Regions from separate parts of the Mus musculus genome. Here regions 1, 2 and 3 are each linked to region 4. Evidence: chromatin contacts called from public promoter capture Hi-C data. All regions are on one chromosome and are shown on one strand. The core of a region is the stretch at or near the end of the contact, and the rest is flanking DNA. Distances in the headings are between cores, read along the strand shown. Region 1 holds the start of Itsn2 (intersectin 2). Region 2 overlaps Ncoa1 (nuclear receptor coactivator 1). Region 3 has its middle 21 kb from the start of Gm31938. Region 4 holds the start of Adcy3 (adenylate cyclase 3).

Region 1 (5,629 bases), core at 66-2,565, 460 kb after region 4:
AAGAGTTAAGAAAACACCGTGAGAGCAAGAAAACCCTGTTTATCACCATCAATGTTTGCTAAATTCCTCCTAAGAGTTGGTTGTCCAGTTCAGTTGGCCCTGAGCATCTCCGCAATCTCTTTCAAGTCAGACTTTCTATCTGCATCAGCCCCAACAGGGGTCAGTGAAGCCTGGGGTCATCTGATCTACACATATCTCTCACATTTCAATTGAAATCATAGGGATACTAATGTTTGAAAACATCCATTTATTTATGGGATTTTTAAAAAACAATTTTTATATAGCCTAGACTGACCTCAAATTCACAATCCTTCTCAGCAGTCAGACTGATGCGACTCGTTCTCTGTGTGCAGGGGTTACAGGCACGCACCAGTTTACGTTATGAGTTTTGCATCTCAGTACACTTCCTTCCATGGAAACCTTACACTCCCATTTTGCCCATTAGGGACCATCATTTCCTCATCCTCAACCTTAAGAAAGCTTTTTTTTTGTCCAGGGGGTGCTGTTGCCTCTGTCAAACAGCAGATAAAGAATGGTGATTTGAGTGAGGAAACCACAGAATAGAAATAAGTTCTAAGTATGAGTTTCTCCTATTAGATGGGTAAGGATGTTTAGCTTCTGCAAGCAGAAAAGTCCGGGACGGTCTTCCTGTCTGTCATGAGCTTGCTCTTGTGTGTGAACAGAGGGATGCTTTTTCTCAGTCTCTGTCTCTGTCTCTGTCTCTGTGTCTCTGTCTCTCTCTCTTTCTCTCTCTCTCTCTCTCTCTCTGTGTGTGTGTGTGTGTGTGTGATGGTGAATGGACAGCTAACTCTTGGGTGTGGTAAAATCCTTTAAGGAGAGTCCTTGAGAAGGATCTGCAGCAAAGGTGGAGGCAACTCCTTTGCACCTCTAACTTCCCCATTCTCAGGAAAGGCTTGCTCACATGTTAACGAAGAGACCTTCAGTGAATAAGAAGGTTCCAGCTTGAGAGACAGCAAGCTCCATGTGTGGTCCAACGGGGATGTCCTGGACATCTCTTGGCCCTTTCCAAAACCTTAGGGTCCTGTGGCAGGAAATGTCCCACCCAGTCCCCGGCAAGTCACCTCGAAGAGGAGGAGCCAGGTGGGGGGTCTTGGCAGCTCCTGGAAGGGCTGTCAGCCGCGGAGCTTCGGGACCTGGCGGGAGGAGAAGCATTTCGGCCCACGCCTTCCACGGTTCCGGGGGCGAGGAGGAGCGCCACGCAGTGTCACGCTCCCCACGGTGAGGAGTAGGTGTCCCGCGGCTAGGCGGGCGGGCCGTCACTGCCCGCCCGTCGCTCGCCTCCCCGCCCCCCGGCTTCCTGCGGAGGCCGCGGCCGCCATGTTGTTGTGGGGCTGAGGCGGCGCCGGCTGAGAGCCCAGCAGCCGTGACAGGCTGCGCAACAGGTTCGCTGCGGCCGGCCTGACGACTGACCCGGCGGCGGCGGCCGCGGCACGGCAGGGTCTTCCCGGAGCTTGGCCGCGCCCACGCGCCGGTGTCGAGGAGCGCGCGGGGTCGCGCCGGGACGTGCGCGAGGCGCCAGGTGGGTGAAGCCGCCCGTCGGCGCGGCCGAGGGGCGCGGGGCAGGTGCGGCCGCCGCCGCCCCCGGGGTTCCACGGGCCGGGCAGAGGGGGCTGCGCGCCGCGCACCGCCGGGTTCAGTCCTCGGAAGCGCGTGCGGCCCCCGCCCTAGGCCCCGGCCGAGGACGGCCGTGCCGGGCGGAAACCTCCGGCCCCGGGGTTCCTGCCTCCGCCGCGGGGCGGGCGGGCCGCTCCTCTCAGAGGCCGGGAAGCCCGGGCCCCTTGCCGCGGCCTCGCTTGGCAGGTGACGGCCTCCGCCTATCGCTGGTGGCGACCGGGTTCCGGGCTTTCCTTAGGGGCATCTGGGCTGGGTGCGCGTTGCCTTGGGGACCTATTTTATTTTGGCTTAGTTGACTTTTCTTTTCTTTCTTTCTTCCTTTCTTTTCTTTTTCCTCCTTGGTCAGGGTTGCTGCAGAGTGTCAGGTGAGCCGCATCCCGGTGCGTCAAAGTAGCCGGAGTCACGAGAGGACAGTGGGCGGATGCTTGGCGTCCACTGCTCGCGTTATAACAGCTAAAGTTGAGAACTGTTAAGCGCTGACTTCTGCATTATGCATTTCTAGGGTATATATAGGAAGCACAGCGAGGAGTCTCTGTAGCCAAAGTTCACTGCTTATTTAAGGGAGAAGAGGCACCTACAAGTGCATAGTGAGTAGGTAAACCGAGGCTGCAAGTTTCATTCTGCTGAAAGACACTGTTTGCAGGTATTGGTCATGCTCTGTGTTATTCAGTGATTGTCCGTGGCAAATACACTCATTTGAAACTTGCATTCATAACGAACAGGAACATTTTGGATAGACCCAGCTACTTTACAATAGGAATTCAAGTTGACACAGAAATTACTGCCGTACTCCGTGCTTCTTGTCTGTTTCACGGCGTTTCCTACTTCCTCAGGGGACGCAAGGTGTCACTTGGAATTTTGTGTTGTTAGCTTAGTTTAGGTAGTACAGACTGGAGGCCAAACTAGGTGCTTAAGCCTTTGAGAAATTGCTAACTTCCCTTTCACGGTTTGCTGTATTGTCATCCAGTGCTAAAACCTAAAAGCAATCTAGAAACATGGCCTACAACATTTATACAAGTTGATGGGAGGCCTGCAAAATTCAGTTATGTGCTTGCCATTACGTTGGCGGTTATTCTTATGACTGGTGTGCTGCTGCTGTTCCAAGTAATGCTGGTAACCATTTAACGAAGTTAAAAAAATGTTCAACATATCCAAAGGCTCAAATCCCGATATTTCCTGAGTGTGAGGAGATATGTACATTCAGGGGATTGGATTTGTACTTTAAAAATGCATTTTTACAAAAACAGAGTAACACACACCTTTTGCCCAAACTTAGAGAATTTTTCAAGAATTTATTTTGGTCATTTTATCCTATACAAAGTGGACATTTTTTTATATAATCTTAGAAATTTTAGAGGTGTGTGTGTGTGTGTGTGTGTGTGTGTATTAAGGAGTAAAACGACCATTTTACATATTCTCAGCATGCTGTCTGCTACCAGGGGCATGAAATCTCAAGATATTTAGTTTTGATTCATCTTCAATCTAGAGTTTCACAGAGTTCCATCCTTCTGATAAAAAAATATGTATTGTGCATCACCCACTAAACTTCCTTTAGTATCACAGTGTATCTCCCATGGTGGTCATTTATAGAGCACTTACTAATATTATATTTAAATAAGTATATAAAACACTATGCTCAGTGTTTTATATACTTATTTAAAGCACATGAAGGCCTTGTAAGTAATGTCCTCCCATCAGATAGATAAGTAAAATGTTAACTTTTAACTGACTGCTCTAGGTCTCGGAGCTAGTAAGAACAAGTGTCTTGTTTCAGTTTAGAATTCTTTTAACTTCAGCACCTAAGCTCTTTCTGCAATTGCATAGATCTAAAGCTGAACATACATCTAAAATGTATTTATACTTGGCTCTTTTACAGTGGTTGCACATTGACACACCCTCCGGGGTAGAACGTGCATGTAGGTATTCTTGAGAAAGAGGAACTGAATGGGGCTTAAAGGATATGAGGCACAGAGGAAATGGGGGAGGAAACTGAACAGAAATAACAGTGAATAGACCGAGAAATAATGTATTTTCATAACTCTAAGAGTGCAACGTATTTCATTTGCAGTGTTTTGAGAGGTTCAATTAAAGGGCAGTTTCACAGCCATATGAAGACACTAAATAACGTTGTTATATACTGTCAGCCATATCAAGACACTGAATAAAACTCTGTTATTTACTGTACAGCTATTCAACTGTGATTATGGCGGACAATCAGGGAGTTACTACCAGATGGGAGACACTTAATTTGTTGTATTTAACCACCTGGCTTATGTTTTCTGAATCCTTTTCATGGTCAATGCATATTCATTTGAGGAAAGGTCTGGTTTAATAAAAATTGAGTACATGTTTACAACTCTGTTGGATAAAAGTATAGGCTCTCTAGTTAGACCTCCTACCTCAGCTCTAGTTCCAAATAGTTGTATGACCTTAAGCAAGTTTCTTTAATTCTCCAATTTCTGTTTCTTCTTCATCTTTAAAACAGGGATAATGATAGTCCCCATTTCATAGTGTTGTATGTAATATAAAGTGCTTAGTTGCTGTGCCTAGCATAAGTGCCCAGTAAGTGTTACCTGCTATCATCCCAGCCTGCTTCCTTCAGTGAGAAATCTCAAGCTAATTAGTCTGTCGTCCTCTCTGTGGTGCTGTCTCTCTTAGGTTTGTGATTTATTCTAATTACTGTAGAAAATAGCCTTTTCTTTTGGTGTTCAGTTTTTAATCAACATCAAAATGAGCCATATGAGAAGGCTAAAAAATGCATTACAAGAGTCTTCCTCTGTAGTTCCCTTCATTTCTACTACTTTGGATCATCACTTCAGTGCCTTTGGACTCAGATAGTTAAATTCTTTGCAGCTCGAAGTGGACTTAACTTGGAAGAGGCTAGTGTTGAGAGAGAACAAACGTGAGAGATCTAAATAGGCAAGGCTTTGTACTTGTCATTAGGACGGGAACAGCCTTTGCTTTGCCATTTTCTTTCTGTGTTCTCTGTCCTCCTTTCTTAGTCTTCCATCTAATATGTTTTTGTGCATTTGTAAAATGACTGCTTTAATATAAGAACCAGGTAGAACAAGTTAATACATTTTGTAATTTATGTAACATTTGGGGCATTGCTTTTTAGTGTTCATGAAATAATCCTTAGGGATTATAGGTAATTACCTCAAAGATTAGTGACAATTTCCTGTTAGTTACTTTTCTTGTTTCTATGACAAAATATTTGACAAGAAGCAACTTGAGGAACATTTTGACACACGGTTTGAGGGTACAGTCCATCACAGTGAGAGAATGAGACAGGTAGTCACAACGCATCTGCAGTCAGGAAGCAGAGATGGATACCGTCTCCTAGCTGTTGCCTTTGTGTGAAGTCCGTGGAATAGCGGTCCGCATTCAGGGTGAGTCTTCCCACTTCAGTTCATCTAATCTAGACAATCCTGCATAGGCATGTCCAAAGGCTTTCCTCCTAGGTTGTTGTAGATTTTGTCAAGTTAACTGTCAGTATTAATCATATTTGCCAAGAATGGTGTGGACCACTTAGGAATACAAAGCAGTATTATTTCTTTAAACCATTTTTATTAGCATCTGAACATCCAAGTGGTAGAAGGGAAAATTTCTCCCCTTTAGGTTTTCCATTGCTGCGGAGCCTACCTGTATTGAGCTTTCCTCCCCCTCCCCCTTCATCCCAGTGATTCTGGCCTAAGACTCACTAACGCCTTTCACCGTACTGATTCCTACAGTGTTGCACAGGTTCGCAGACTGGGTAGTGTGGGGTGCTGGAGGAGTTAAGAACCTTTGGATTAGATTTGGGCAGCTGTAAGCCTTTTCTGGTAGTGCTCCCCTGAACCTGATCTTTGGAGTTCATTTAGCTGAGGACCTGATAGTGCAGCTCACTCTTGCATCTCTCGCAGATCGCCTCTTCATTACTGCAGCTGTTCTTTATTTTTGTCTTCTCCACATTCCACATCAGCCTTCTTTTCTTTATTCTGTCTTCTGTCTTTGA
Region 2 (6,565 bases), core at 365-2,864, 260 kb after region 4:
CTTACACCTAGGATTTAATTGTTCAGAGGTTTCCTCAAAAATCTGTAGTATTTACCAAGACCCTTCGCACTCTAGGACCAGGAAACTATTCAAAAAGACTATTGTACTGTTACGTCTCAAGTTGACACCGGCTAGAGTCATCTGGAAGAGGGAATCTCAACTGAGGAAATGCTCCCATTCGACTGGCCTGTCTGCAAGCCTGTGGTGCATTTTCTTGATTGATGTTGATGTTGATTGGGCCCATCCTACTGGGGGGTGGGGCAACCCTGGGTGAGTGGCCCTGGTGTTTTATCACAGCAACAATATCCTGACTAAAATGACTTTCCCTTAAGTAAATGGTGCTGGCAAAAATGGCAAGCCAATGGAGTAAGAGTAAATGTGATTTACATACTATACCAGCAAACAGAAAAAGGGGGAAAGGTCAAATGGATTAAATACTGAAATTAAATCTCATCATTAGAAAAAAGTGTTAACTGGAGTGAGAAGGTACCAAAGTTACAGAGTTATGTGTGAAGTAATACAAAAGAAATTCTGGAGATTTTTTTGGCATGGTAATATGAATTAACACTTAAAAATAGGTAAGATAATGAATTGTATAAAGTATTTTCTAACCAGTTTTAGTAAACATGTAAGTGAATATAGTTTCCTTTATAGTGTATAAAGGAAAATATTGATAAACCTGACTATTTATATGTATTTTGAAAGCTGAATACTAATAGTAAATAATTAACAATTAATTTTAACTATAATAATTGTATTATATTGAGATTATGGTATTTTAAAAAAATAGACAACTTTACCTTTTCTAGGGCCATAGTGAAGTATTTACAGACGAAAGGACATGATGCTTGTATTTGTTTCAAAATATGAGAGTAAAAGGTGTCGAAGAGGGTAAAAACAAAGTTGGCCCTGTGTTCTAATTGTTTGAGACAGACAAGAGTTCATTATTCTATTTTTAGCTATTTTCAAAATCAGGACCAGTGTAGTAACATTTCAAGAGCTGTGTAGATAACACCGTTAAAGGCTGCTGACGCAGCTCAGCTGGCAGACCTAACACTGACCTAACATTCAAGAAGCTCAGGGTCAGTCACCAGCATGCTGTGACCACAGGAGGTGAGGGCAGGACAATGACAAGTTCAGGGTCATCCTCAGCTACATAGCTAATTTGAGGCTAGTGTGGGCTATATGAGACCTTGTCTTTAAAAGAAAGAAAAGGCAAGCTAGCACAGTGTAGTAACTCTTAACCCCTCACCCCCCAAAAAGATGGCAATAGTTTTGAAACCAAAATATCCACTAGATTTCTAGATGAAATATAAATTACTAAATCCCATTTGTTTATTTATTTATTTACAAGTATAGAGTGGGCTGTACAACACAAGAAAGGCAGGCATGGTAACACATTTGTAATCCTGGCATTAGGAAGTAGAGAGAGGAGTGCTGTGAGTTCAAGGGCAGCCTGAGCCACAGTGTCTTAACCCACAGCAGATCTGTGTTAATCTGGGGCTAGGTAGATAGACGGCTTGGCAGTTAAAAGTACTTACTGTTCTTACAGAGAAGGGTGTGGGGGAGGTGTTCAGTTCCTCCACCCACATGGCAGCTTTCAACCACCTGTAACTCCAGTTCCAAATGATCTAGCACCCTCTATTGGACTGCTTGGGTACCAGGCATGCACACAGTGCACAGACACATCACAAACATAAAATTAAAAAACAATCAATAATAAACAAAGAATAGGTTGTGTTTTTTAGGGGCTGCGAAGATGGCACCATGGATAAAGGTTCTTGTTGCCACCACCCTGAATCCAATCCTGGGTGCACATATGGAAGGAAAGAACCAACTTCACCAGGTTGTCCCCTGACTTTCACACTGTGGCGTGAGTCCCTCATCATGTTCATATACACTTGCACACGTGCCCACACACTCATTAATACATGAGTAAAGACTTTATTTTAATCTAATTTTAAATCTGAGATTTACTCTAAGAAGCTCATTCACCTGTTTCTAACATTCAGTAACTCCTCAAAACTCTTAAAACCCATACATCTTACAAGATAGGGTTTAGTTTTACATCCTATCATTTTTGCTCTTCTGCTTATTCTCACTTTAGATCTACCGTTAAATAGTGTTAGTAAGTGACCATGCAGTAAACTACTTCCTAAAGTACAGTTCTAAGAATATAAATATGTGCATAGAAGTTTAAAACAACCATTATGTGCAAACTACAAGTTCTACACTCACCTACCCCACCAAACCAAGGCACTTTCTCATGCTTTATATGTCAAACTCCCCTAAATGCCTGGTCTGTGATTTTTCTCCATCAGCAGGGTCCTTTGCTATATACTAGGTTAGGCAAGTGGAAGCACACAGTGTACAACTGCCTGCGGCCACATTCTCTCACCCTGAACAATACTGCTACAGACCCATGCTGCTGCATGTGTCAATAAAGTCCTTCACTGCTTAGTCATCAACTTATGAATTTACCACACTTATCATTTCATACTTTCACAACCATGTGGGCTGTTTTCAGCATGTGTGGCTGTGAATAACATAGACGGATGTATTGCTTAATTAAAGATATGGACCAAGGTTGAATGTAAGTTGTTACCACTATGGGAAAGTGGAATATATGAAAATCTTGTCCAAATTTGCAACTTCTATGAGAATAGAAATTTGTTCCAGTACTAATTAATAACATAATTATACATATGTAATATTTTCATTGATCTGAGCCGTATTCAAGAGAACCAGTTTTTCTGCATCTTGGATGTCCTGGTACTGCCCTGATTTCCTATATTAGTTACGTTAAGCACTTGTTTAGTAGTGGATCATTGTATTGTCCTGGTTTCCTACACTAGTTACGTTAAGTACTTGTTTAGTAGTGGATCATTGTATTGTCCTGATTTCCTACATTAGTTACGTTAAGTACTTGTTTAGTAGTGGATCATTGTATTGTCCTGGTTTCCTACATTACATTAGTTACGTTAAGCACTTGTTTAGTAGTGGATCATTGTATTGTCCTGATTTCCTACACTAGTTACGTTAAGTACTTGTTTAGTAGTGGATCATTGTGGGTTTAATCTGAATCTCCCTGAGGCAGTGGAAAGACTGCAAGGCTCATAATTTCAACTATCTTTTCAATTGCACTTACTTCCAACTTTTGATGAAATATCTGTGTTTGATTAACTTTGTGTGTATGTGTTAGTACATGTCATGTCTGTGCAGATTATATTTGTGGAGGCTAACATGAAAATTCTTTTTCAATTACCTCTGGAATGTGAGGGCAATCTGGGTGCAACATCTGTCACCCCACTGATCGCCAGGGCTGATTCATCTGATCTGACTGTCTAGGCAGGTATGCCCTCCTGAAGCTGCACAATTGGCCAGTCCTCAGTTGATGGAAGGGACAACCTTCCCCAATAGAAGAGAACTTGTCTTTGGTTGAGGGCATATGAGTAGCTGCGCTCCCCTGATAGAACCTCCAAACAAGCTCTCAATTACCCTCTGATTTTTTTGAGGCAGAGTCTCTCACTGAACCTAGAAGCACATGATTTGCCTAAATTGCCTGCGCAGCAGGTCCCAGGCATGCTTCTCCCTCCACTGTCCAGCACTGGGACTATAACACCCAATCTTTCAAATAGATGCTAGGGATCCAAATTCAAGTCCTTATGTTTACATAGAAAGCACTTACTGGCCAGGTGTGGTGGCGCACGCCTTTAATCCCAGCACTCGGGAGGCACAGGCAGGCGGATTTCTGAGTTCGAGGCCAGCCTGGTCTACAAAGTGAGTTCCAGGATAGCCAGGGCTACACAGAGAAACCCTGTCTCGGAAAAAAAAACTAAAAAAAAAAAAGCACTTACTGACTTTTAGCCATCTCCTACAATCCCCATTTTGTTCATTTTGAAATTGGCTGTTTCTTTATTATAGAGGTTTGAGAGTTCTTTGCATGAGTTTGATACAAGTCCTTACTAGGTATGTCATTTGAAAATACTTTTCAGTCTGAAGATGGTACTTTCATTCTCAAAATGGTGTCTTTTGTAGCAAAAGCTTTTAATTTTTATGAAGCTCAATCTGCCACTCTTCTTTAACAGACCACACTGCTGGTTTCTTGTCTAAGAACTCTGTCCTACCCTTAAGCTATGAAGGTTTGTTTTCTACCTAAAGCTTTATGAATTCACAATTTACATTTTTAGACATAGAATGTCCTTGGAGTTAATGCTTTTGTAAGGTACGAGTACAACCACAGTCCATTTTCCTCATTAACAACAAAGGGTTTATTCACCTAGAAAAGCTAAGCCAAGGTCAAGAAACAGGGTGATCTCTATATTAAAGAAGATGACTTAGAGAACTGTGGGGGAGGGGAGATATATTAGCATTTTCTTTAAAGAGTGATTTTTCCCTTGAAATGCTACTTTGTTGAGGTAATAATTTCAAAATGCCATGATCAGAAAAAAAGCAAATTAAATATTTTCTGAACATCTGTCATATTCTTTGGCTAGGGCTGTATATTCAACCCATATGTTCCTATGTAAAAATTTTTACAATAAGTAACTTGTTGGCATTATTTCTGCTTTACAGAGAAAAACACTGAGCATACACAGCTCAAATGGTTTTATTTTCTTCTTTAGTCATATTTTCCTAATTTGTCTTTAAAATATTCTCATTATGAAAGAATGAAACCATTTCTGGAAAATCTCCACATAGGTGAGAAAATTAGTAAATCCTGCTACCAAGCTGCTGCAAATACATGACTGATCCGGGAAGGGTCTGCGAGCAGCAGCAGCAGCAGCAACAGGAAAGTGGTCCAGAACACAGCTATGAACACAGCTGAAGCAGATGGAAAACACAGAGCTTTAGCAAAGAAACAGAACATAGTTACAAATGGATATTTCAGAAGTAAAAATACAATATTCAAAATTAAGCTTACAGGATTAACTTATTAGCAAATGAAGATTCGTGAAGAATGAAAAGTGAACTTGAAGACAAATCAATAGAAACAATCAAATCTGAAAAGACACATAATCATGGGAGCCACAGGAAGTGAAGAACAATTAGAGAAATACATCATTTTTTTGTCTTCAAAGTTCCAAAAGGAGAAGAAAGAGAACGGGCCATGTTTCCCACCTGCTTCCCTTTACAAAACTGGACTATATCCTCCCCACACCCCACTGTGCTGAGTCATTCTCTACTGTTTTTCCTGCCTGCCTCCCTTTACAAAAGTGCCCCCTCCCCTGCTGTGCTACATCATTCTCTTCATTTCCATATTACATATTCTGTGTAATCCATAACTGTAAGTTCCAGGGCTCTTCTAACTGCAGTGAGCTCAGTGCTCCTCAGACGAAAGGAGCATGACCGAGCGCCAGAGCTCCGCTGCCTCTCGGGCTTCCCAGGCTCCCTGAAGGAAGGACCGACCAGGTCTCACACCAATCTGTTTCTCGTTCTTCATAAGACTCAATTACCAACTTGCAAAACACAAGAAAATCAAGAAGAGGGAAGACCGATGGGTAGATACTTCATTCCTCCTTAGAATAGGGAACAAAATACCCATGAAAGGAGTTACAGAGACAAAGTTTGGAGCTAAGACGAAAGGATGGACTATCCAGAGACCACCCCACCCGGGGCTCCATCCCATAATCAGCCACCAAACCCAGACACTATTGCATATGCCAGCAAGATTTTGATGAAGGGACCCTGTTATAGCTGTCTTGTATGAGGCTATGCCAGTGCCTGGCAAATACAGAAGTGGATGCTCACGGTCAGCTATTGGATGGAACACAGGGCCCCCAATGGAGAAGCTAGAATAAGCTCCCAAGGAGCTGAAGGAGTCTGCAGCCCTATAGGTGGAACAACAATATGAACTAACCAGTACCCCTAGAGCTCGTGTCTCTAGCTGCATATGTAGCAGAATATGACCTAGTCGGCCATCACTGGGAAGAGAGGCCCCTTGGTATTGCAAACTTTATATACCCCAATACAGGGGAACGCCAGGGCCAAGAAGCGAGAGTGGGTGGGTAGGGGTGGAGGGAGGGTATGGGGAACTTTTGGGATAGCATTTGAAATGTATATAAAGAAAATATCTAGTAAAAAATAAATAAATAAAAAGTAAAAACAAAAAAAAGACTCAATTACCTGAAGTTACATATTTTACATTCTTTATCTGTCTCTTCCACTAAAAAGTCAGTTCTATGAAAGCCTGGACTTTATAGATTCTGGCCTCTCTTACATGATTTATGCTTACTTTCATATTTGGTAATGGATAACTGAAAACTACTTCCTTGGGAATTCAGTTCTTAAAATGAAAATTTGGAAGAAGTGTGATTTCACACACCATTTTAATGTTATCTAAGTAATTATTACACAATAAACATACCCAATTTAAATGTACAGAACAAAGAGTTGTAACCATAAAAAATCACCCATGTGATTGCTACCATGAACATTCCCATTAGCTCACCAAAATTCATCTTCATGATTCTTCATAATCTAGCAAGTTCTGCTTCAACATATAAAAAAATAAGTCCAGAATGACTTTAATGAGAAATGATTTGGTTAATGACAGAAGTTTTAT
Region 3 (5,982 bases), core at 2,049-4,548, 410 kb after region 4:
GAAAACTGCTGTGCACTCTGACAGACTGAGCACCCCCCTCCCCCGACCCCCTGAGAGGGTGGAAGTAGAAAATTGCTCCTCCCTTGTTGTTCTTTAGCCTCTGCATGAACACTGTGGCGCAGCCTTCCGCGCACATCTGCATGAACACTGTGGCGCAACCGCCCGCAACATCTGCATGAAAGACCCTGGCTCACGCACACATAAAAGTGAGGTTTGAAATGAGAGTGCATTATTTGTTCACCTATAGATCCGAGCAATCTGAAAGCTTGATGAGCTTGCATTTGTCAAGGCTGCAGGAAGACTTCTATTATGCTGCTGGTACAAGTGTGGACTGGTGCAACTCCTCCAGAGGAGAAATAGGAAAACACTCGTCAAAATGACAGTCCTGGCTGGAGGTGCAGCTCAGTGGTGAAATGCTTGCCTCGCATGGCCCTGAGTTCAAGTTCCAGTAAATTACCATGGGGTGTACTGTACTGGTTTGTTTAAATGACAGCAAAGAATTATATTTTATGTAAATTACACCTTATTTTAATAAGTTAGTGTTGGTATCCTTGAGATAAATGTCATATTGACTTTAAAGAGAGTAAGTATGATCTATTAATATTATGTTATTATACTGGCTAGTTTTGTGTCAACTTGACACAGCTGGAGTTATCACAGAGAAAGAAGCTTCAGTTGAGGAAATACCTCCATGAGATCCAACTGTAAGGCATTTTCTCCATTAGTGATCAAGAGGGAAAGGTCCCTTATTGGTGGGACCATCTCTGAGCTGGTAGTCTTGGTATATAAGAGAGCAGGCTGAGCAAGCCAGGGGAAGCAAGCCAGTAAAGAATATCCCTCCATGGCCTCTGCATCAGCTCCTGCTTCCTGACCTGCTTGAGTTCCAGTCCTGACTTCCTTTGGTGATGAACAGCAGTATGGAAGTGTAAGCCGAATAAACCCTTTCCTCCCCAACCTGCTTCTTGGTCATGATGTTTGTGCAGGAATAGAAACCCTGACTAAGACAGTTATGTAATGAATCTTGATGTAGTAAGTTGAAAACTGGGGTGAAGATCTGGATATAGTGGCACACATCTGGAATCCCAGCACTTGAGAGGCTAAGGCAAAAGGATCTTAAGTTCAAAGACAGCCTGAGCTACCTAGCAAGCTCCACTCTAGCTTGGTTTTATAGTGTGATCCTGTCACAAAACTACCAATTAAATAAGCATATAAATGAAAAGTTGAGGGCACAGAATGGTATATGAGCAAAACCAAAAGCTGTCAAATATCTAGTCATATGTACATGCCAGTGTATATACATGTGTTATGTGTAGACTTATGCACACACTGATGATCTTTGGGAAGGAAACCTAGGACATAGAGTCAGGAGATGGGCTTTCCTGGTACCTGTCTATATTATGTACATATTTAATTATAGTATGCATTATTTTTCAAATATAATAATACTTTAAGCCTTGGGGAAAGACCAGGAATGGTGGCTCACACCTTTAATCCCAGCATTCAGGAAGCAAATGCAAGTAGATCTCTGAGAGCTTGAGGCCAGCCTGGTCTACATAACAAGTTCTACACCAGGCAGGGCTACAAGACCTCTATTAAGACCCCATCTCGGGTTGGAGAAATGGCTCAGAGATTAAGAGCACTGACTAATCTTCCAAAGGTCTTGAGTTTAGTTCCCAGCAACCACATGATGGCTCACAAACATCCATAATGAGATCTAACGCCCTCTTCTGGAGTGTCTAAAGACAGCTACATATAATAAATAAATCTTTAAAAAAAAAAAAAGCCAGGCAGTGGTGGCGCACGCCTTTAATCCCAGCACTCGGGAGGCAGAGGCAGGAGGATTTCTGAGTTCGAGGCCAGCCTGGTCTACAAAGTGAGTTCCAGGACAGTCAGGGCTATACAGAGAAACCCTGTCTCAAAAAAACAAAAAACAAACAAACAAAAAACTCAACAAAACTAACAAACAAAAATCTTGGAAAGAAATTTTAAGCACATATACCCCTTTATACAAGAAAACAAAGTCCACTTCTACAAGTTTATTTCAAATATACTCTCAAGGTCTGGGATGTAGCTAAGTGATAGAGTACTTTCCTCCTATACAGGAGGTCTGAGGTTCTGTCCTGAAAGAAAAATAAATAAAAAAGACGACACACCCAAGGTTAGGTTGACATATGTACATGTTTGTTTATGGTAGCACTGTTTATAATTGCCACAGTTTGGAGTCAGTCAAAATACCCATAGTAGGAGGACACTGTTGAAACCATGTGTTACGAAACTGTGACATCCTGAGAGGCAGTCAAAAGGAAGGAGGAAGCTCTGTAGGCAAGAAGATGGAAGTAAGGCCAAGTCTCCTTTGGTGGACCAGGAAGTGACTGTGTAGGGAAGCCACTTGCTGTGCAGGTGTGAGGACCAGAGTTTGGGTCCCCAGAGCCCACAGAAAAGCTGGGCAGTCCATGACTACCACGTTAGGGAAGATGGCGGCAGCAAGGCAGCCAAGGCATTGGAGCAGGTCCTGAGAGCTCACATCTTTATCCACAAAGCCTGAGGCAGACGGAGAGAGGTAGAGGGGCTAATGGGGAATAACATGGGATTTTAAAACCTCAAAACTCACTACTCCAGGCACCGCCCCAATGACATACCTGCTCCAACAATGCCACACCAATCCTTCCCAAACTCTTCCACCTACTGGGGAACCAAGTGTACAAAAATATAAGCTTATGGGAGCCGTTCTCACCTGGCTCAAAGGAATTAAGAAAAGAATTCTTTGTTGCCTATTGTTATGTCAACTCGACACAAGCTAGAGTAATCGGAAGAGAGGGAACCTCAACTGAGAAACTGCCTCGGTATGGGACTGTAACACTCTTTCTTTCTTTCTTTCTTTCTTTCTTTCTTTCTTTCTTTCTTTCTTTCTTTCTTTCTTTCTTTTTGTTTTTCTAGACAGGGTTTCTCTGTGCAGCCCTGGCTCTCCTGGAACTCACTCTGTAGACCAGGCTGGCCTCAAACTCAGAAATCTGCCTGCCTCTGCCTCCCAAGTGCTGGGATTAAAGGCGTATGCCACCACTGCCCAGCAAGCATACTTTCTTAATTAGTGATTGATAGGGGAGGACCCAGACCATTGTGGGTGGGGCCACCCTCCTCCCATCTATAATAAGAGAGCAGACTGAGCAAGCCATGATGATCAAACCAGTAAACAGCCCTCCATTACCTCCACATCAGCTTCTGCTTCCAGGTCCCTGCCTAGTTTGAGTTCCTGCCCTGACTTCCTTTCAGTAATGGACCACAAATGAAAGTGCAAGCCAAATACACCCTTCCCTCCCCAACTTGTTTTTGGTCATAGTATTTCACCACAGCAACAGAACCCTAACTAAGACAAAGAGGAACTGCAGTTACAGAGGATGGAAAGGAGAAGGAAAGTGTGTACTTTAGAGCTTATCTATTAAAAATAAAACTCTGGCTGGCCTGGTGGTGTGCACCTTTAATCCCAGCACTCAGGAGGCAGAAGCAGGCAGATCTCTGTGAGTTCAAGACTACCATGGACTATGAAGCAAGTTCCAGGACAGTAAGGGCTACACAGAGGAACCCTGTCTTGAAAAACTAACAAAAACCCCAAATAAATAAATAAATCTCTGCATCCAGACACAGCATTTCTCATACAATTGTATGGCGTTCGACAGAGGAGTCGCTTATGAAGATTAACTTTAGTCAATAATATAATCCATGTGTCCTTTAGTGCCATAAAGAGATAGAAATTATTGTCTGTTTTCCATTGTGCATAAAAAATAAACTGGAAGCAGGGGCTCAACATTTGACAGCACTGCTGTGCTTCTAGAAGACCCAGGTTCAAGTCTCCACTCCCACATCATGGCTCACAACTGCCCGTAACTCTAGTTCCAGGGCTTCTGATACCACAGACCCCTGTGGGCACTGCATGCTCGTGGGACACAGACTAGACATACACACAGGCAAACCACACATACATAAAACAAATAAAAAAATTAACAAGCCCGGCCTGTTTCTGGGTATAAGGATAAACTGGTTATAGCCACTAGCCTTACCCTGTATCTTCAAACCCATTACAAAAGTTTTCTTACAGTTTGACAGAGATGAGGACACCTAAGGTAGAAAGTGGGAAAAGTTGCCAAAGGGCAGGGTTGGAGACTTAGCTCAGAGGTAGAGTGCTTTCTTAGCAAGCAAAAGGTCCTGGGATCTGTTCTCAGATCCTGGGGTGGGGGATGGGATGAGGGCGGGATGGAGTGGGAGGGGAGTCACCAAAGGGAAAGCTGGTAGTTATCCACTTGGAAACTTTTCTGCAGAGAAAAATTTCTCCACAATGCTCTGCATCTCCAGATGCAGACTCAAATGGCCCCCAGCCAGACACAGTCAGCGTGGCCACAGCAGCTGTGTCAGCCTGCTGTGCCTGCTTCCCACACCCGGGCTGTTGGATCGAAATGGCCAGAGAAACTTGAGACTCACACTCTAAGATAACTTCAGGAGAGGCGTATGCATACCAATAACTTGTCAGTGTTTCTAGGTATGGACAATACTATCTTATTCCACAGTGTTGAGAAATTGTTTCTATTCCAAAAGGAACAAACACGTGTGGCCTGTCTTGAAGAAACTGCTCCTAGGACACACTGCTGTTGCAAAGATTAGATTGCATTGAACGTGGACTACAGAGATTGCTAACTTAAACTCTTCTAGGACAAGTGGGAATTATTATTCAGTGAGGTGGACTAAAACTTTTGGACACTAGTTATATGCATTGGGCCAGGCAGTGGTGGCATACGCCTTTAATTCCAGGCAGAGGCAGGTGGATTTCTGAATTCGAAGCCAGCCTGGTCTACAGAGTGAGTTCCAGGACAGCCAGGGCTACACAGAGAAACCCTGTCTCGAAAAACCAAAAAAAAAAAAAAAAAAAGAAAGAAAGAAAGAAAAAGGAAAAGGAAAAGGAAAGAAGAGAAGAGAAGAGAAGAGAAGAGAAAAGAAAAGAAAAGAAAAGAAAAGAAAAGAAAAGAAAAGAAAAGAAGAGAAGAGAAAAGAGAAGAAGAGAAAAGAAAAGAAAAGGAGAGCCGGGCGTTGGTGGCGCACGCCTTTAATCCCAGCACTTGGGAGGCAGAGGCAGGCGGATTTCTGAGTTCGAGGCCAGCCTGGTCTACAGAGTGAGTTCCAGGAGAGCCAGGGCTACACAGAGAAACCCTGTCTCGAAAAAAAAAAAAAAAAGAAAGAAAGAAAAGAAAAGAAAGTATGTTACCAGACTATCAGCTCTCAGACTATCATCATCGCCATAGCGATTGGCGGGCTCATATCCCCTCGGGAACACTCTAGCAGGTCCTACACGTTGTGGTGCAAGATCCCAGCACCCACCGCCACTTCTGAGCGGCTCCATTTGAAACTCTTTACCAGAGCAGAGGCTTTGCTCCGAGCAGAAGTTCTGCGCCCAAGCCAGGCATAAAGCCTGGGCGAAGTAGCCGTCCTGGGGAAGCAAGGGTTACCACAGGAGGGGGCCTTCGTGGAGGGCAGTAAGAACAGCTGTCTGTGGGCAGCTGGAGCGGGGATAATTGGTGTGCAATGGAAATCTAGTAGGAGTGAGGGTCTGCCAAAACAAGCAAGGGACCCCGAAGGAGAGTGGAAAGGATACAAGAGAGAATTACCCCAATCACTCCATGTTAATATATTAAAGAAATTGATGTTTCTGGATTTGACATGTAATTTCAAAAGGAAAGAATAATTGCTTTATTCTTCAGAACAAAAAAAAAAAAAAAAAAACCTCCATAAAATGAGCTTTATGAAGAAAATTTTATCCTGAGAGTCACTGGGAATATGATTACTCTTCTAAAAGCATGTCAGACATAAAAGACGTGCTGAGAACCAACTACTGTCAGTTCTGGATGGAATGTCTAGTTTGAAAATGATTTATTCTCCATGTAAGGCTCTCTCTCTTCTGTAATATGTAAATTAGAGGTGGTTCGTACAACCCGGTGA
Region 4 (6,080 bases), core at 1,036-3,535:
GTTATAGATTGTGAGCCACTCAGTGTGGGTGCTGGAGACCGAACCTGGATCCTTTGTAAGAATAGCAAGTGCTCTTAACCACTGTAGGCACTGGGACTGAACCTAGACCTTGTATAAGGAATGTCCTCTAGCACTGAGCTGCGTCCCTAGCAGTTCAGGTATACCTCACTTAATGGTTTTCTTTTATGAGACAAGGTCTCACATAGCCCAGGCTTCAGACTTGCTGAGCAGCTCTGGGTGACCTTGAACTTTTGATTGTGCTGGGATCTCAGGCATTTAATACCTCTGGTTTGCAATGCTGGGATGCAGGCCTCTTGGATGCTAGTCAGAAACTAACATTCACAGCCTAGCCACTAGCTTTTCTCCCCCCCCCCTTTTGAAAATCAATGAATTCCTTTGTTAAAAGTAAAAACCACATCCTTTATCGTCATGTAACAAGTTGCAATAAATTCCTGGACCCCAAACAACTTAAACTGATGGGGCTGGTGCTTTGTACAGAGTTCACCCTCCGCCTCTATTTGAAGTTAGTTATTGTGCTTTGCCTTTCTAATCAAAGCCCTGGAGAGTGTGGGCTGAGGCACGTGGGAGGGATGGGGAGTGCAGGGTGGGGGGTACTGATCTTGTCAGACAATTTGAGGGACACCCATACACACAGCAATGGAAGACCAATTAAGTGATGGACTATTCCCTGGGTGTTGTGAATGTATGCCTGAAGTTCTAAATGGACATCTATCCCTGAGTGACAGGGCATCCCTCGCTAGCTCCCCATCCCCTGTGTCTGTTTTTCTTCTCTCATCTTTAGCTGCCCCCAAAGCTTGATCCCTTAATGCTGAGGGCTGTCCTCAGTCCCTTGAGCACATTTTCTTCTAAAACGACTTTCACTCCTAACAAGGTGTTCTGTCAAATTCAAGGAAAATAATTGATGCTACGGCTTAGGAGATGGACAGGTCCAAAAGGAGCATTTGCTTCTTTAAGGAAGAACTCAAATACATCCCAATTGGTTGGATGTGCACTGGAGATCTTCGTGAAGCAAGGCCTCTTTCAGGTCCACGTGCCAGGCACCAATCAAGCTACTTCAGTCCTCTTTTGTCACCAGTTTCGGCTGCTTATTCCCTCGAAGAGAGATCAAGCCCCACGCTTGACGTCTGGGCTGCCAGGGTGGGCGGAGACACTGAGATGGGGCGCGCCCACTCAGGGAGCTGCCCCCAAACCTCAGCCCGAGGCCTCTCCTGTCCCCGGAAGGAAGCCAGGGTAGAAGAAGGGCGGCCGGGGTGCCCCAGCACGCCTCACCTTCAGGGAAGATACGTCCCGGGCTTTGATCTTCCGTAACACGGCCTGTTTGGGGGCAAGGCGCAGATTCGCCTCGTTCCTTTCTATCTGCCACCAATTCGGCGTTTCCACGCAGTCGTCGCCGGGCGCTGGCAAGAGGGAGACACCGGGGACAGCGAGGGGGCCCCTCCACCCGGCGCCCAGGAGGCGGCGACAAGGCGGGGAGGGGCCGCCCGCCTCCTGGGGCCTGCGGCGCGTGTGAATCAGTGTGCAGAGCGCAGCGCACGGACTCGGCTGGCTCGCCCTGCGTGCGGGGAGAGGATGCTGGCAAGCTGCCCCGGCCTGGGCCCGCCATCCGCAGCGCGCGCCGCCGCCGTCCTCTGCGCCCACCGATGCTGAGCCGCAGCCTCGCGCCTCTCCCAGCCTGACCCGGGGCCTGACCGCGAGGGGACCCGCGCACAGGCTCCGGGTGGACGAGCTGGCGCGGCGGCACTGCGGGAAGCAGCCTGCGGCTCGCTGAAGCCCACTTGGCTTGGCTCCGCAGCCCCGGTTTGGAGCGCGCGGCTCCCGAGTTCCCGCACAGGTCAGCGCCAAGCTACGACCCAGGGCTGGATGGACTTCCACGAGGCTGCAGAGCCCGAGGTTGGGAAGGGGCTGGATTCTCCCAGGGGTGGGTGGGGGAAAGGAAGTAAACAGAAGGGAGATGAGGGAATCCCCAGGACCGCTCCGGCTCCTTCCAGGCACGTTTTCTTTTCAGCTTGGAGCCAGTGGGCCTGAAGGGAATTTAGGTGAGGAAGTCAGGGATAGAGCCGGGCATACAAGGAATGGAGAGATGGCTAGGCCCCTCCAGAAGCCCGACGCAGGAAACCGGGTGTCTGGTGTGGACTGGACTGAGTGTGTGGGCGTGCTTGGGAGGCTGTGGTGTTGGAGGCTTGTGTAGCATGGATCTGTATGAGGGGTAGGTTGGGTCAAGGAAAGAGGCGCCATGTCCTTAGCCATGTCCTTTTAAGTTGCAGATGTTCGGTGCCACCTGTGTCCTGGGAACCCACTAAGCATTCCAGCTCCAGTTGGACGCCCTTCATTCATAACCAAGAGGAACCTCCCCGCCTTCCCCGGGTCTTACGAAGCCCTGGTGAAGTGGCTTGACCTGCAGGTCTCCCTTCCTCATTAGAAACAGCCAGCAGCCAACATGCCGAGGAACCAGGGCTTCTCGGATCCCGAGTACTCGGCAGAGTACTCAGCTGAATACTCGGTCAGCCTGCCCTCTGACCCCGACCGCGGGGTCGGCCGGACCCATGAAATTTCTGTGCGGAACTCGGGGTCCTGCCTGTGCCTGCCTCGCTTTATGCGGCTGACCTTCGTGCCTGAGTCCTTGGAGAACCTCTACCAGACCTACTTCAAAAGGCAGCGCCATGAGACCCTGCTGGTGCTGGTGGTCTTTGCGGCCCTCTTTGACTGCTACGTGGTAGTGATGTGCGCGGTGGTCTTCTCCAGCGACAAGCTGGCGCCCCTCATGGTGGCAGGCTTCGGTCTGGTGTTGGACATCATCCTTTTCGTGCTCTGTAAAAAGGGGCTGCTCCCGGACCGAGTGAGCCGCAAAGTGGTACCCTACCTGCTGTGGCTGCTCATCTCGGCCCAGATCTTCTCCTACCTGGGCCTGAACTTTTCACGGGCCCACGCAGCCAGTGACACTGTGGGTTGGCAGGCTTTCTTTGTCTTCTCCTTCTTCATAACGCTGCCCCTCAGCCTCAGCCCCATCGTGATCATCTCTGTGGTCTCCTGTGTTGTGCACACGCTTGTGTTGGGGGTCACTGTGGCCCAGCAGCAGCAGGATGAGCTGGAAGGGATGCAGCTGCTGAGGGAGGTGAGTCCCACCCTCCTCCCTATCTGTCTATTGTATTCCTTCTCTTCCAGCCAAGTGTCACTCAGGTGGGATTGCTTTCAATGCCAGGAGTTGAACACGTCCTGAGCGGCCTTGGGGTCCCAGTTGTCAGTTCAGAGGACTACCTCTCAGCCCCTGGGAGTGTGCACCCCGATGTCATATGGTGTTTTTCCTAGAGAAAGAACACTGGGCCTCGGGGCCACTCAGCCAACTGTGCCTGGTTGGAGTTGGTGACAGCACCTTGGATCTTGGTGTGGAGGAAGTCTTGCTCAGCCAGTCTATGACCCAGGTCAAGAGACGGCTTGTGGCAAACTCTGCTTAACTCCAGATGGTGTTTGACTTGTGGGGGTTCAGTGCTCTCAGTCAAATGGGGATCCTGTCTGCCCTGGATGCAGAAGTGGCTGTTATCAAGATCCAAGGGAACAGAGATGAAAGCCTGTTAGGTTATGTGAAGAGCTTAAGGAGGGAAGGCGTGGTTATTAGATACCCTGCTTCTTCCTTAGAGCTCAGAGCATCACCAGCAGATAGGTGATGTAAGGGAGGGTGGTCTCCCATAGAAGGCAGAAGTGGGGACACAACCGGGACGGTTGTCATAGCCGCTGTGGTGTGGAGTGTGGTGTTGCGGCCTAGCAGGCTAGTTCCACTGAAGGCGTGGACAGTTGAGATTCAGCTTTGCTGATTTGCGTTCCCACCAAGTGCTGCGAGAGATGGGCTGTGATTCTGGTCTGAATTATCTGGTCATCCTTTAAAAGGCTCCCCAGAGACGTGAGTCAATGCGTTCTGTATCTTACGACACACTTTCCAGTTTTCCGTATGTGACCAGAGAGCAGGGAAGTGGCCAGGAACAGCCATCAGGTTTCTTCCGTCTGCTTCCAGAGGTCTTTACCCACATCTCACTGTGGCTTCTGTCTTACCAAAGCCTTTGTCATTGTCTGCTTGGGTTTGGGGCATGGCTTACAGTGGTACCTCTGGTGACAGAACTTTGAGGGGCCTGTTCCATTGCCTCCCAGCTGTTTAGAGGGAAACATGGCTTCTGCTGGGTTTTTAACTTTTTTTCTAGGTCTTGGTACAACGTTCTTTCTATTTTTCCCATTCTGGGTCAGGTAGGAACCTACTTCACAGATATATATATATATATTTTTTTTAAATTGATTTATTATTTTGAGGCAGGGTTTCATGTAGCCCAAAATGGTCTTGCTGTAGCTGAGGGTGACTTGAGCACCTGATCGATCCTTCTTGCTTCTACCTGCCATGCGTTAGGTTTGTAGATGTGGGCTACTGTGCTCAGTTAAAGTTCACAAAGGTTTTCTGCTCGGCTCAGCACCAGGCTAGAGCCTGTGCGGTTATAGCATATCACTGTGGTCTTGGTTTTCATTTTTTGTTTGTTTGTTTGTTTTTTGTTTTCCTGGTGCTGGGTGTTGTCCTGTGAACACCTGTTGTTGCTGCCCTGGCTTCCTGGGTTGTTGGCGTCCGCTTATGTCTCTGCTTGTGGACAGGTTTTTGGGAGGACGTCCATTGTCATTGCTGTTGGGCATTAGTTAGGACAGGAAGGTCTGGTAGCATTTGGGGTTTGAGGACATATTCTGAACCATTACCTACCTTCCAATCAACAAGTATTTCTTCCTTTTTCTTCTTGCCAGGGTCCCTGGCTGCAATTACATCTCCCCAGTGTGCTGTTCATTAAGGAGCAAACCAGAAACAAATCAGAGAACAGAGCGCAGAGACCCTCCCCCCACTTCTGCCACATGTGGACCTGTTTGTTGTCAAGAGACTTTGGGGTACAGAAAGTATCTTCTAGTGAAATTGAGCAGTCCTTCCCTAAGTCTGGGCCTGCCCAGAGTGCTGGGATAGGGCACAGTGGAACCTTGTCGTGGCAGAGAATCTAGGTTTAGTGGGGAGCAGACTTGAGTGACTGTAGATAGGGTGTCCCCAGAGGGTCAGCAGAACCAGTGACCAGATTCCAGGGGAGCTGTCTCCTGGCTGCGGTCCAGGAAGGTTTGCCTGCAGGTTTGGTTAATGGAGGGACCTGATTCTTCTTGCTTCAGCTCTATGTGGTGGAGGGTAAGGCTTGTGTGATGTCAGCCTAAAGAGGTGAGCGGCTAGGGGCCAGGATAGACAGGGTAGACCTGAAGTTCATTCAGACGGAAGCCACTGCCAACCCATGGAAACTGGCGAGCACTGAGCCATGTCTGGTATATTCCACTCTCATGAAGATTCTCTACCCATGTCCTCTCAGCAAGGGCCTGGGAGAGCCCCCCAGGTCATAGGGAAGAATCACAGAGAAGCAGCTGTTGATCTCTGGCAGCAGAAATGAGTAGAGCCCAGGTGTGCTGGGTCACTGACCAGGGTCCCCACATGGTGGTGGGAATCTGTCTCCTTAGCCTGAAGGCAGGATCCAGGCTTCCCTTTCTTATCTACTGGGGACGAGTGATCTCTCTGCCTGTTTGTGGTCAGCACCCACATCTCAGTAGACGGTACAGCTTGTAGAGTCTCTGAGTCTCTGTTCATCAAACAGATGGGAACACTGTCATCTCAATCATCACCTTGCTCTGAGGCTTGTGTTGATACTTTAGGCCTATATCACTCTGAGCCTCATCTTCTCCACTCAGCAAGAAGCTTAACTTGGAAGCTGCTCTAGGAAAAGAATCGAGTTAAGATATATCCACAGGGTGGGTCCCTGCAGATCAGCTTTGAACTCAAGATTACTGGTCTTAGAAAGAGACTAGGACTGCAAAGAAATAAGAGCCCTAATTGGAAAGAGGAAAAAAAGAAAAATTAGTAACTCAAGAGTAAAAATATTAAAGGCTGGGAGTATATTTCAGTGATAGAGTGCTTGCCTAGCGTGCGCTGGGTTCTCTTGAATTGAATCCCCAGCCCTGCAATAAAAATAATATATACATACATGTTTATAAAAATAAAAATAAGAGTT

Evidence for each region. Promoter capture Hi-C pulls out the DNA fragments that hold promoters and counts their contacts.
Region 1: a contact with region 4 is called in a promoter capture Hi-C map of second pharyngeal arch cranial neural crest. The contact joins the promoter of Itsn2 here to the promoter of Adcy3 in region 4. A contact is called at or near these places in 8 of 39 promoter capture datasets (the 3T3-L1 cell line, cranial neural crest, embryonic stem cells and 5 more), 6 of 115 datasets of contacts at active chromatin or transcription factors (effector CD8 T cells, embryonic limb bud, embryonic stem cells and 3 more) and 2 of 9 other capture datasets (embryonic stem cells and liver).
Region 2: a contact with region 4 is called in a promoter capture Hi-C map of stem cell-derived epiblast-like cells, with 7 times the contacts expected there. The contact joins the enhancer-like site here to the promoter of Adcy3 in region 4. A contact is called at or near these places in 13 of 39 promoter capture datasets (the 3T3-L1 cell line, the HPC-7 cell line, HPC-7-derived erythroid cells and 6 more), 13 of 484 Hi-C or Micro-C datasets (embryonic stem cells and stem cell-derived epiblast-like cells) and 11 of 115 datasets of contacts at active chromatin or transcription factors (embryonic stem cells, large pre-B cells and stem cell-derived neural progenitor cells).
Region 3: a contact with region 4 is called in a promoter capture Hi-C map of hematopoietic stem and progenitor cells, with 5 times the contacts expected there. The contact joins the enhancer-like site here to the promoter of Adcy3 in region 4. A contact is called at or near these places in 23 of 39 promoter capture datasets (the 3T3-L1 cell line, the C10 cell line, the HPC-7 cell line and 14 more), 7 of 484 Hi-C or Micro-C datasets (the HL-1 cell line, bone marrow-derived macrophages, embryonic stem cells and 1 more), 20 of 115 datasets of contacts at active chromatin or transcription factors (T-cell acute lymphoblastic leukemia, embryonic basal ganglia, embryonic forebrain and 8 more) and 1 of 9 other capture datasets (liver).

The regions. Positions count from the first base shown.
Region 1 is chr12:4,591,693-4,597,321 of GRCm38.p6, forward strand. Itsn2 (intersectin 2) reads left to right here and starts at 1,316. Exons shown (of 40, transcript NM_001198968.2): 1 at 1,316-1,540. Gm3625 (predicted gene 3625) reads right to left here and starts at 2,039. Exons shown (of 1, transcript NR_169069.1): 1 at 1-2,039.
Region 2 is chr12:4,391,212-4,397,776 of GRCm38.p6, forward strand. The region is part of intron 2 of Ncoa1 (nuclear receptor coactivator 1); the gene reads right to left. Among named protein-coding and RNA genes, the nearest start is that of Gm51963, 65 kb to the right of the region's middle. Within about 2 kb of position 1,615, at least 18 of the 459 cell types and tissues checked have an H3K27ac peak or open chromatin away from gene starts, as enhancers often do. A contact at or near this core is called in embryonic stem cells, epiblast stem cells and stem cell-derived epiblast-like cells, where this site is marked.
Region 3 is chr12:4,542,308-4,548,289 of GRCm38.p6, forward strand. No RefSeq gene overlaps it. Among named protein-coding and RNA genes, the nearest start is that of Gm31938, 21 kb to the left of the region's middle. Within about 2 kb of position 3,299, at least 52 of the 459 cell types and tissues checked have an H3K27ac peak or open chromatin away from gene starts, as enhancers often do. A contact at or near this core is called in bone marrow-derived macrophages and hematopoietic stem and progenitor cells, where this site is marked.
Region 4 is chr12:4,131,868-4,137,947 of GRCm38.p6, forward strand. Adcy3 (adenylate cyclase 3) reads left to right here and starts at 2,286. Exons shown (of 21, transcript NM_138305.3): 1 at 2,286-3,133. The coding sequence starts at 2,459.